Regions from separate parts of the Anser cygnoides genome. Here region 2 is linked to region 1. A link is a contact called in public Hi-C data. All regions are on one chromosome and are shown on one strand. Each heading gives the region's core, a stretch centred on a gene start, on an enhancer-like site or on the middle of the called end of the contact. The rest is flanking DNA. Distances are from core to core; before and after follow the strand shown. Region 1 holds the start of LIG3 (DNA ligase 3). Region 2 holds the start of CCT6A (chaperonin containing TCP1 subunit 6A).

What was found. A called contact is a pair of places that touch in the nucleus more often than the background predicts.
Region 2: a contact with region 1 is called in a Hi-C map of liver, with 2.1 times the contacts expected there. The contact joins the promoter of CCT6A here to the promoter of LIG3 in region 1. A contact is called at or near these places in 2 of 7 Hi-C or Micro-C datasets (both in liver).

Annotation. Positions count from the first base shown.
Region 1 is chr18:6,482,965-6,489,184 of Taihu_goose_T2T_genome, forward strand. LIG3 (DNA ligase 3) reads right to left here and starts at 3,481. Exons shown (of 19, transcript XM_013189878.3): 1 at 2,802-3,481; 2 at 2,154-2,291; 3 at 1,106-1,303; 4 at 510-661. The coding sequence starts at 3,342. LOC136786610 (a long non-coding RNA gene) reads left to right here and starts at 3,612. Exons shown (of 2, transcript XR_010825766.1): 1 at 3,612-4,797.
Region 2 is chr18:6,880,675-6,886,894 of Taihu_goose_T2T_genome, forward strand. It overlaps CCT6A (chaperonin containing TCP1 subunit 6A), which reads left to right and starts at 4,025. Exons shown (of 14, transcript XM_066979579.1): 1 at 4,025-4,214; 2 at 4,400-4,463; 3 at 5,816-5,950. The coding sequence starts at 4,081. PSPH (phosphoserine phosphatase) reads right to left here and starts at 4,446. Exons shown (of 7, transcript XM_013189847.3): 1 at 4,378-4,446; 2 at 1-82.

The DNA.
Region 1 (6,220 bases), core at 2,231-4,730:
CACTAGAATCAGAAGCATGTATAATCAATTATCAGTTCCTATGCACGGGAATTAAATGCACACATCCAAGCACTGGCGATAGTACAAACCTAGCCTAATCCCATAAGCCAACTTGAGCTCATAGGAACAGGTCTATTAATTGAGTCAGTTTTTGATATATGTGATATTAACAAAAGCAACATAAAACATTTAAAAAGAGAAATATACTAGACAAAGCAGTTTAGACAAAGCAGGTGCAGCCTAATTTGCCTAGATATTTTAGTCTTGCTTTTTAAAGCTTTGCAGGTGAGTTCAAGTCTTGCTTTCTGTTCAAACATTATTTTCTAAAGCTTCCAGGTGGCAGAAAGCTCTATGAAAACTGCTAAAACAAACAGAACAGAAAAGATTCACTGTCTCCCACTCTAACCGTTAAGCTAACAATCTTTCATGTGGGGGAGGGGGGGAAGAATACAATTTCCAAACCAAGGGACTGAACAGCACAAATGAAGAGAACTGCTGTCTGTACTCACCTGTTCCAGGTCCCGGATCATTTCCTCTTGGCTGCAGTTAAAAATCCTACTAAACAGCTTTACAATCTGCTTATCGTTCAAGTTGTAAACAATTTTAATGACGCCTGGTAACAGCAGCTTAATGGTCAGGTATACGTCACCATGAAAACCATCTGGAAAAAAGCACAAACCATTAGAAACTGTCACAATTTATTTTCATCTACAGTTAGTTGTGCTCGTTAGCATGACTGGGGAAAAAACAACACAGCTGGGGCTTACCTGTTCCACCACATTGTTCTGCTTTACATGAAAGGCCATTTCTCAGGAGAAACACCCACAATTTCCCTCCAAATCTGATTTCAGCACTAAATTTGATGGCACTTACGAACATTTGCCACTGTCCTGGCCTGAGTCATTTTCTTATCTGATCTGAATTTGTTTTTCAAAAAACAGTTCACGTTGCAAATTTTATCCGCATCAGTTCAGAAATCATCACAGCTAACAGCTTGGACTACAGAGCAATCAGATTTTAATTCACCCTTGCTTTTGCAATAATAATTGGAAGTTTAATTTTGAGAGGGCTTTCATATGCAGAAAATACCACACAAGAATCGTACCTCCTCCAGTTCCCTTCTTCAGGAAGTCCTGGATGATCTGCGTTTTCACATTATAGCTGGGCTTGTCGGCAACCATGGCGCAGAGCTTCCTGAACTCTCGCAGCAAGCAGTCTTTGTGCTTCGGATCACTTTTTTTTGCAGACAGACTAGACTTGTGGGAAGAGTTTGCAGGGACATCTTCTGAATTCTTTGGCTTGGCTGAATGAAAGATAAAAAGTTTTTTTTTTTTTTTTTTTAAAGTAGATGGGGCGGACTTTGAAGATGAGGGCACCTGTGCCTGGCAATCTGAAAAGAACAACCCCAGTATGGTGACAAAGCTTTGGAACTGAATAATGAGGTGCTACACCAAAATTTGTGACCTTAAATTTTATTTACATTAAGAAAATCTACAATTTTTTCCACTATTCTTACTCTTCACAGTACACCAGATTTTTATGGACCTTAATTCTACCAAACATGGTTAGGCCTTGGTGAAAAGGAATTCCTGCTGGCAGACACTTCTATTTGATTTCTATTTTATACGTCTTCCCCCTTCACAGAAGCATGTTTGCCTAAGATCACTGCTAAAATGCGGGAAAAAATTTCAAGAACTCTTTTGTTGACATCTGTCAAGCATTTATCAAAAATAATCCAGTGATCAAAATAAACAATCATAAAACAATTTAGTCCACTAACAATAGAGCTAAGCCTGGTTTCCCACAGGCTCATATTCCCTGTACCTCTAACGCTTCTACCTGGGCTATCTTTAGCCTGTACCCTCACAATTCGACTGAAATTAGCCAGTGGACAAATAGCACTGGAGTCACTCTGACGACGTGGGTTACTGCATAAACAGTGTTTCCTTGGGAATATCAGAAGTGCAAGCATCAGTTCTTTCAAAACTGACAGCCTACGAAGGCGGTCAAAATTTTTGGCAAACGTGATAAAAAATACTTAAAACTAAACCACCTTCTACAGAGCAAAAAATGACTGAACTAAGTTAAAAAAACTTCTGATGCTGGTATTGAAAGAAAAGTATTTCCCAGAATCAGTTTCTTTTAAGTCCTACCTGTGAAGCCAGAGAACTTCTTCGGATTGACAGCAGCTAACGGATCCTTTGAGGGACTGGTTATTTGTCCTGTGGGAGTGAGCTTAGCTTGGACTGTTGCTTTTTTCTTCGGCGTACTTGCAGCCTTGGTAGTAGCTTCTGTAAAACAGCAAGGTATGGGTTTGATCCAGCAGTCAGAAACAATCTTCGACATCCCTCAACATATACAAGATATACTTGTATAACAAGTATAAACACGTCCTAAAACAACTGGGGACAGAGGGGCATTTCTCAGACAGCAGAAGATAAAAAAACTACATAACTTACTAAAGATCATGAGAAAGATAAAACCAGAACATAACTGATGCTTTCTGGTGGCATTTATCTGAAACTTTAAGCGCCTACACGTGGATTAAATCACTTAGACCTTCTGCACAGTCAGCTGAGACAAAAGAAATTACAAAGCGTGATTCTAGAAGTGCCTACTTCTTCCCTTTACTTTAGGGCTAAGGCACAGATCAGACAGAGAGCACTACCCACCTTTTCACGAGATCACACCAGCAAATCAGCAAGGATTACACAGTAAATGCACGGCTGCGTGGCAGTCGGTGGCATGTTTTAAAAACGAGCAGGGCTGAAAAGCGGCCCAGGCCCTGCCCCGTGCCTCACCTGCGATGTGCTTGTGGATTAGCTCCTTCTCCTCGTCCTGCAGCTCCTCCCAGCCCTCCAAGTCCGTGATGTCCTCGATCTTCTTGGTGGTGGCGCGGGCCTTCTCCAGCTTCTCAAACATGCACCTGACGTGGTACCACTCCTTCATCTCCCCGCCGGACTCGGTGAAGGGGTTGGGCACGATCTTCCCGATGCGCACCGTGCCCTTCACCAGCTTCTCCTTGCACTTCTTGCAGCCGGCCGTGCCGCGCTTGGCGTAGTCCACGCAGTACCGCTGCTCCGCCATCGCCCCCCCCGGGGCCGGGCAGCCCCCCGGCGGCCCCGCGATCACCGCCGGGAGCCCCCCTCCGACCCCGCCGCCCCTCTCCGCCCCCGGGCGGCCTCCGCAGGCTCCGCTCGCCGCTAACCGGCCCCGGGGGCTGCCCGCGGCGGGGCAGCGGCGGGGTCCCGCTGAGGAGAGCGGCGGCCGGCAGAGGCCGAGGGCCGCGCCGCGACCGAGCACCCGGGCAGCCTGGGCCAGAGCCCTGCCGCCAACGGGCATCCGGCCCCCGCCGGCGGCGCTGCGAGAGGCGGGAGGCGCCCGGTGCTGAGCCCCGCGCCCGCCGCCCGCCGCCCCCCTTCGCTCCCCTCACGGGCCCCGCAACCGCCCCTCGCTGGGCCCCGGCCGCGCCGCCTCCGGGCTTCCGTAGGGCGCAGTGCGCGTGCGCCCCGCCGCTACCGGCAGCCCCTGAGAGGATCCCGGGGCTTGGCCGCGCCCCGCCGCGGCAGGTCCCGCCCCTCGGAGCGGCGGTGGCCCCGCCTCTGGCCCCGCCTCGCGCCGCTTCCCGCCTCTGGCCCCGCCTCACGTTTCCCGCCTCTGGTGCCTCTGAGGCGACGCCGCCATGCGGGCGCCTGGAGGGGAGCCCGGCGCCATCTTGGTGCGGGCCTGAGGCGATGCCCGCGGCCCGCTGAGTCTGCTGAGAGCGCCGCACCGCCTTGGTTCTGGTCTGAGGTGCTGCCAGGTCACCGGGGCTCCTAAGCGGCTCCCCTGGGAGGGTTTTGGTGTTTTGGATACGCGGGGCTGAAGTGCTGCTGTGTCACCCGGCCTTCGGAACAGCTCCTCTGAGAGCGCTGTGCTGTGTCAGCGTGGGTCTGAGGCACTGCCCTCTCATGGGCCTCACAGTATTCGTCCCCCCAGAGCGTTACACGCTGTTTGTGGAGGTCTGAGGCGCTGCTGTGTCACCTGGCCTTCAGAAGGGACCCCTGGAGTGCTGTGCCGTGTCTGCCCCAGCCTGAGGTGCTGCTCAATCACCCGGCCTCGTGAAACTGGCCATCCAGGAGCATTGCGTTGTGACTGTGTGGGGCTGGGGCGCTGCCCCCTGTCTGCCTTCCCCACATGGGGACTCCAGGAGCACTCTCTCACGTTTGCCCAGGCCCTGAGGTACTGCGCTGTCCCCTCAACTCCCTGAAAGTGCCCCTTATCTCAGCGCAGGGGGGCATGTGCCCGTGGTCTGGCTGCTGGCTCTCTGGGGGTTACAGCCATCCTCGTTTCTGTGGTGAAAGTGCTGTTGGGCAGTGCCAGGAGGCTGCTGAGGAAGCTGCTGTGGATGCCAAGCACACCACCAACAGGATTCCTGCCTTCATCCAGGAAAAGGACACTGTGTTGCCTGTCATGGCTGGGCCAACCTCGACCTGTTTTACTGTTCCTCGTGGCTGAGGCAGAGCATGAGGTATAGAGCACAGAACTGACTTCAGGCTTATGCCTGTCTTTTTGCCAGCCTCCAGCTAGTCACGAGATGAGCTACAGGCAGTCTTCCTCATTTTCTTTGCCAACCTCCAGTTATACCAACCACGCTGTTTGGAGCTGTGGATGAGGACAAAAACTTTGCTCACAGAACTGCTACTGACTTTACGTGGACGGCGTCCATACAGCGCTATGCTTCAGTTTTAAAGCGCTGAACAAAAGGCTGAAAACGTTTGACTTCAGGACCGTGCATTTGACCGAGTCAGATTAAAGGTATTTGTGGAAGTTTAACGTGGTTAAATTTTTAATTGTCCAAATTGCTTTGTAAAAAGATGTGCCATTGAGAAATGATTTACAGAATCAACGGTGTTTGGTGTAGCAGTTTGCATAACAGTGATCTGTTATCAGTGAAGAAAACCATCAAACCCTGGAAGACACGTGGGTACGGTGTTCTGAGAGAGCTTGCAGGGAGCCCAGAGCACAATGCAGTGTTCATGGCATCGTTCCCTTTGGTGTTCTCTCTCATTCATTGTGGTTTTGAGCCTGGTAAAAGAGATGGACAGGAAAGATGAATTTGGGCCCCCAATAATTGCAGTACGTCGTTATCTGGTTTAAATAAGGCTGCTGAGCAACCTCTCAGCAGTAGGGTTTGCTTCCCTAACTTTTACTGTTTAAAAGTCAGCAACATGATCTAAAATAAGCTGTGTCTCTGATCAGTAGAGGAACCTGCAGAGGGCATTTCAGAGGCACGCGTTAGGGTGAGATGAATTGCCTTCTGGCTCTCCGCAGTCTGCGGGGGTTCAGGTGGCGTTGCAGACAGGTAAGCGAAGGAGGAGGGCTCACCTCCGGGGCACCATGCTGAGACAGAAGATGGATGCCCCGACGCATGATGAAAAGCAGTAAGCACAGGTAGGTGGCAGAATGCTGCAGGGACAAAGTGTGAGCTTCATATTAATTTCTTCCGTGGGAAGCAAGCACAACTGATGTTTAGTTGCTTTTGAAAGGCCTGGGAATAACAGTAGCAAAGCCAGGATACTCTTATTTCCAGCTCTCTTTCTCTGGAACAGTGTAGCTGAAGGATCTTCAGCCTGCAGCATTTTGGTGTTCATCTGCAGTGTCACCAAAGGAATCCGTGGAAAGTTGAAACTGTGTGTCTTCTGAGCTGCCTGTGACTGGCAGGCCTGAGATGACATTAGGACGTGGAAGGAAAGTTTAAACTGGCATGGTACTGAAGGCGTCTCATTTTGGTCACTGCTCTTAAGTTTTCCACATAGAAACTTTATTTCCCTGAAGTTGCAATGTGCATCTGCTGTTCTTCTGAGCGGGAGAGTACTTTTGCAAGGGGAAGGATTGAAATTACTTCGGGTTTTACAGTTTATTTGAATAAATTCCTCCAGCTCCCAGTTTGGCCAAGATGTACTTTTAAACGGCTGTGAATAGAGCAATGTATCTGGTGAGCGTCTTTCCACAAAACTACACAACGCTGATTTCACAGGAAGCCCAGAGAAAACCGGCAGACAAATGAGTGCTGTTTCTCAAAGGACCAGTGAGGAATCCCTCCCGGTTTCTCTTGGTAGTTAATACTGAAGTTGCTCAGATGAGCCTCTTTGCGTGTCGGTCATCAACAACAGACTGGTAGAGAGACCCTAGGAAAGTAGAACTCTCTTATTAGTAGTTTATTCCATTCATGCAGGGA
Region 2 (6,220 bases), core at 2,775-5,274, 400 kb after region 1:
TGCTGCAAACCTCTTGGCTGCACAAGAAAAGAACGGATCAGCTGAGACCTTCAGTCACATAAATACAACGGCACGGGCTGATCTGGAAGAAAGCCGCATTTTGTAAATCACTCTTTATAATCTGCTGAGTAAGCCAGGCTGGATGTTTTTTTTAAATGGTTGCACACATGTAACCAGAGAAGTCCAGCTGTTCGCTGACAGGCGTAGGAAGAGAGGTGTAACCTTGCCGACGTCAGGGGAGGAGCCGTTCGGGCCCACTTTGGGGCGCTCCCAGCTTGGGTAGGCATGGCTTGGCAGGGAGCAGCCTGTGCACAAGATGATGTGGGGTTTGCTCGCCCGCCAGCCTCTGCCACGGGCACGGGGAGCAGGACGGGGCTCAGCAAGCCCACCTGCCTCCACGCACGGCACTGGCGCGGGAGGACCAGGGAGGAGAGGCGAGGAGGGGATCTGCCAAGCAACAGCCAGGAGTTTCTCTTGGCATGAAGTCTGGGGTGAGGCAGGGGCGCTTGCTTTCACCGCAAACTAAAGGTTTCGTGCGTTAAAATTGCACTATTGCATTTTGGCTTAAGCTGCGTACCGGAGTGCGCAATATTACACACCAAAAAAATCTGCAGTCAAAATTCATCACAAACTTCGAAGGCAAAATGAAAGCTTCTACTTCTGAGAAGGCTCTGTTTTGTTTCTCCAAATAAAATGTTGTCAAAAGCAACGGAAAAATTGCAGAACCTGTCTGTGCTAGTGCTTTGGCATCCTACAGAAGAACTTCCCGCAGACATGACTGCGGGCATTAGTTAGTAAACAGGAGGCTGCCAACCCAGAACTGTGAAGCCAATTACTCGTTTCAAGGTCAAGAAAGCCAGACTGCTGATTTAGCTTCTTTTATTCGCTTGTGATAGGAGTCTTATGACTGCTACCCATCTTGAAAGATTGTTCTGCACCACTGGATACACCAGTCACATTCTATGCATGAAGTTTTTGCAATTCTGGCAGGATTATTCCTCAAACTTAAGTGTATGAACTAAAATCAATACCCTTCTGTGCTTCTCCTCCCATGCCTTCCTGTATGTCTTTTCAAATGTTCTCAGTACTTGCGTGACTACTTGTCAATACAAGCATCTATTAGAAACTTCCTGCATCAGGGAAAGATGGGACCGAGCCCCTTTGCTGCAAAACTGGTGATGTGGTTTGCTGTTTTGTCTGGTCCTGTTTGTGAGTTTTATCGTGGCAGGGCAGTATGTTTTAAAACGGAGTTAGAAATCATTTCGGTGAATACGGTTAAAGAAAAACAGATCTTGATAAAGATGAAAGAAAACTGTTTTTACTGGGAATCTCTGGTGTTTTTTTTCTGCCAAGATAAGCATTGCATGATTTCACTTAAGTGAATCGCTACTGGACATTTCATGAAGGATATTCCCATTACTTGTCTTAGTTTAACAGACTTGTTTTTGTAATTTGTTTAAATATTACATTACTGATTCCATTCTGATGTAATTTGTTGCAACTCCAGTAATTTAAAAGGATTACTTAAGCCTTGTAAGCATGTGCCCTGTATTTTTACTACACATTACGAGCAAATATTCAAAACAGTTCAGCAACTACAACTAAAAGACTGAAAAATGTAGAAAAGCTTGTAGTGTTGTCTGAAAAATGTTGCAAAATGGCCATTTAATATGAAAATGCAAACGAGAAATATTACTATACCATAACATAACCACCCTTAGACATGTGTGGCCCAGGAAGGAAGCACAGAGAGAGGTGCCTGGAAGAGTTAGGATGGAGAATTCCTGCCTTTTTCACAGGACATCACCCACACAGATCACAGAACAACAGCAGGGAAAACATAAAAAAATACAGTGTGCCTGCTGGTGCACCTATGGGTTTGACAAGGCTGCCCTCTACTGAACATAGCCTGGAGAAGGGATCAAGGCAAACAAAAATTAAGAACCAGAGAGGCAAGAATAGCAAAATATGTGTGTGACCTGTGGGCTATAGAATTGAGGGCAGAGCTAGGGATTCGGGTATTTTCAGTGGGCAGAGCAGCTCGGCACCTCAGGTACAAGCACTGCAGCCTCTCAGGGGTGGATTGTCATGTTTTGTTTCGTTATGCTTTCAGCAGGCAGGTAGCATCCCAGCAAAAGTGAAGAATAAACATTAACTGGAGAATTCCAGAGCCCAGTTATGAAATACCAAGTGTAATTTCCTGTGTTTTGCAATGTTTAATGTTTATTTTTAATGATTACAGCAGCAGAAAAGGAAAAAAAAATCGCAGCCTCTCTGCTAAAGAATCAGCATTAAAATATTTTACAAGACAAGCACCCTGCTCTGCTAAACAAAAAGGCTCCAAACTTGTGGTATATTTTGCTCAAACATCAACTCCATCCGAAACATGTAAAAATCAGAAACCCAAGCGTACTAGCAGCTGTCCCCTCCAGACCTGCCAAGTCAGAATGATGGGCCATGTGTGGCGCTTTGCCCAGAAACTTGAGATCCTCACCCAAAGCAGCGGAGCACATTACCGGCAGGTGCCATCCTCTACTGCCAAAATCAGCAAGGCTGCTGAGTCTGCCCTTATATTTGACCCTCAATGACCATTTCAGTCATGCTTCCCCAAAACTTTTGTTGTGCAACAAAACTGTACCCATCAGCAGGCTTTTAGAGTTTACTACTGGCAGTGGCACGGAAACACGAGCGGCCCATTGCTCAGCAGCCAACCTCTCCGTCCAGAGCTGCCATGGCCTGGGTTTTGGCAGCTTCCCTGCTGCAAAAAGTGGGAAGGGGTAGGGGAGATTTATTCTGCGCCATCCTTACACCTGGTGGATGAGCCCTGGGTGAGGCTCTTTGTGGTCCGTACCGAGTACTGAGGAAATTCTGAGCTCAGGACCAATTGGTACGGAGTTGCGTGTGTCTGTTTGCTGCGGGTTAGTGCCCTCTGGAGCAGATGGGCTGCAGGAATACCAAAAACCACTTGGCCTGGATCTTGCCGGCACAGCTTTGCAGCCACAGGCCACGATTATCCTGGGGCAGGGACTTTCCTTACAAAACACTTGAAATAAGGAGAGGGTTGTGTCATGCCTGGTATTGCCAATCGCCCCTGCAGCAGGCAGGTGTTAGGGGACACAGGTGTGGATGGGGCAATGTGGGAGCCAAACTTGGTGCAATTTGTGCCTGTGGTATTTGTAAGGAGCCCTGGCAAGAGCTCTCAAGCCCTTTCCAAGGGAAATTCTCCATCTTCATCCTTTGTGGAGCTGAAAGCCACTAAAATGCGTACGTTGTGCAGGCTCAAGGACTGGGCCCTCACTGGCCATATCAGCCCAAGGCTTCCAACACTCCATTGAGGTTCCCTTGACTTTAACATTTTTTCTTGCACAGATCTCACGGGACACCTCAGTGTTGCCTGGGGAGAATTTTACCCCAGTTACAGAGACTTGTGAAGTGAAAGGCCACGGCAGCGAGCAGGGCTGCGTTGTGGTGGCTGGGAAGATCCCACTGAGAAGCTGCTGGCCTTGGTGGGCCCACACAGCACCTTCTGTTAAGAAACTTTTGATTAACCTCAGCTCTGGCTTTTTACCAAGACCCATTTCGATTATTAATCCATGCCGCTTAACTATTAATCTGCCCGATCTAAGGTTAAATCGGCAGGTTTAATTATTTATTCTCACGGTTCTGTGAACCTGCCCCAGGGGGTGTCTGTCACATGAGTGGGTGGGATTCACGAGCGAGCACCCCTGCCCGATCAAAGACCTCGTTTACACATTCACTGCTAAGCATGAGCCGAGCCGAGCCGAGCCGAGCCGAGCCGAGCCGAGCCGAGCCGAGCCGAGCCGAGCCGAGCCATACACACCCCGCCATTCCCTTAGGGCCCCGCTCCCTTCAGCGCCTCAAGAGGAGGGGAGAGACAGTAGGCGGGAGCTGCCCGACAGATCGACAGGCCTCGCAGCCAATAGCAGCGCGGCTCTGGCGCACACGGACCAATGGGGACGCGCGGCCGCCGGAGTGTTCTAGAAGGGGCGGGCGGGGAGGCGCGGCCGGCGTCGTTCCCGCCCAGTGCGCGGCGCGGAGCTGAGGGGAGCGGCGGCGGCCATGGCGGTGAAGGCGCTCAACCCCAAAGCTGAGGTGGCTCGCGCCCAGGCGGCGCTGGCCGTGAACATCAGCGCGGCCCGCGGGCTGCAGGACGTGCTGAGGACCAACCTGGGCCCCAAGGGCACCATGAAGATGTGAGGGAGCGCCCCCCCTGCCTCCGCTGGGGATGGGGGAGGGAGGAGGCCGCGGCCTTCCCGCCGTGCGCCTCAGCCGTTGGGGCCTGAGGGGAAGCGTGAGGGGAAAGGGGGGGGGGGAGGCGGAGTGTGGGGCTGGGGGGGGTGTTCTGCTTATGCTCACCCCCTCCTGGTGTCGCTCGCAGGCTGGTTTCGGGCGCCGGAGACATCAAGCTGACCAAAGATGGCAACGTGCTGCTGCAGGAAATGGTGAGCAGGGAGGGGGGGCTGGGGGCCTGGGCCTGTTCTCGTCCCCATCGCCTGGGGTAAAGGGGGCCGTGTCCATCGCTGCCCCTCGTGTGTGGTTCTGGGGTATTTGGCCCCGTGTGTTGAGGGGGAAATACTCTTTGGGAAGAACGTAAAGGAGTAAGTGCAGTTTGGGAGGTGTTGAATGAAGTTGGCGTGCTAATGTGGCAGTTTACATATAAAGGAAGTATGAACTGTTTCAATAATATAAACACTCTTCTTACCTTACGTTTTATTTAGGAAATGCATAATTTTATTGTGCTAAGGTCAGTTACAACAGAGTGCTTCATAAGTGTGTGATTTGGAAAAATGTTGGGTGGTGGGTGCAGGTGGTGTAATACCAGGCCCACAGGGAAGGTGAAAGCGCAGCCCCCCCCCACCTGCATGTGGCACGTTATACAGAGCTGTTGCCACCCTGCCCCTGGCTCTGCAGCAGCCATGGGTCCCAGTACTCCCAGTACCCAGCACCAGTCTCCTCAAATGTGGATGCTGTTCTGTAGGTTCATAGGCTCCAATCTATGCGAAAATAATCTTCATTTAGCAGTCGGAGATGCTAAGTGCTACACGTGTTCCTTAAATTGAAAGGCTGACTTGTGTAAGTACCCTGCAGTCATGTGTGGTACTTGTGAACTTTGGCCAGGCAGCAATAATTCTCCATCTTCATAGCTGAAACACCACTGCACTGCTTAGCAGAGGAACTGATGAGAAACAAACTGACTGAATGTTGATCTTCAGTTTTACAAGAGCAAGTAAAGCAACTGACAAATAATAAACCAGTTAGGGTATGTACAGCATTGATCATGCAGAGAACTAAATTAGTTCTAAACTGTTCTTAGTGTCCCAAACAATCCAGTTGTAGTTGTCGTGGTGCACCTGGTTCCTAAAGGAGAAAAGGGCTCTGTCAAGCGAAGCTCTGTTTGTAGGTGAGGAATAGCTTGGGCTAACAGCGTGCACCATTGTTCTGTGTAGATCACAGAATCACAAAATATCTGGAGTTGGAAGGGATCTGCAAGGATTATTGAGTCCAACTTCTTGCTCCACGCAGGAGCGCCCATAAGGTCCTATTGCTGGTCACCAGAGACTTGCTGGGTCTTCAGGGGGAAAAAAGACTGTATGACGCAGATTCAATTCAAGAAACTTACTGGCCAAGTGTGATTTTTGTTGTTGCTAACTGGAATTGTGTGTTGAAACTAGCTAAATTGACAGGAATAATTAAAACATTGCCTATCAACTAGATAAACTACTGAGCTGACTTCAGATCAGCTTTCTCTACCGTTGTGATGAGGCTTACAGTTCAGCTTCTTACTTTTGTTTAGCAAATACAACACCCCACAGCCTCCTTGATAGCAAAAGTAGCGACAGCACAAGATGACATCACTGGAGATGGCACCACCTCAAACGTCTTGATCATTGGAGAGCTCCTAAAGCAGGCAGATCTCTATATTTCTGAGGTATGTGTTAGTGCATCTCTTGCAGATGTGCAAGTGAAAAGCTTGACTTAATACTGTTCAGCTTCTGTGTTGTGTGCTTAACGCTCATAAATCAAACATGAAAACAAATATATTTTCCGCTTAAAATGAGCATATCACAGAACTTGTAAAATGGAGGTAAGCTACAGAGGAGGACACCAGGACTGGTTCCAAACTGCTTATTGGCAATACTGGAGGATTTAATAAGGTTGTGCTTGATACATACTTCTATTTCTGGTTGTTTTGTTTGGA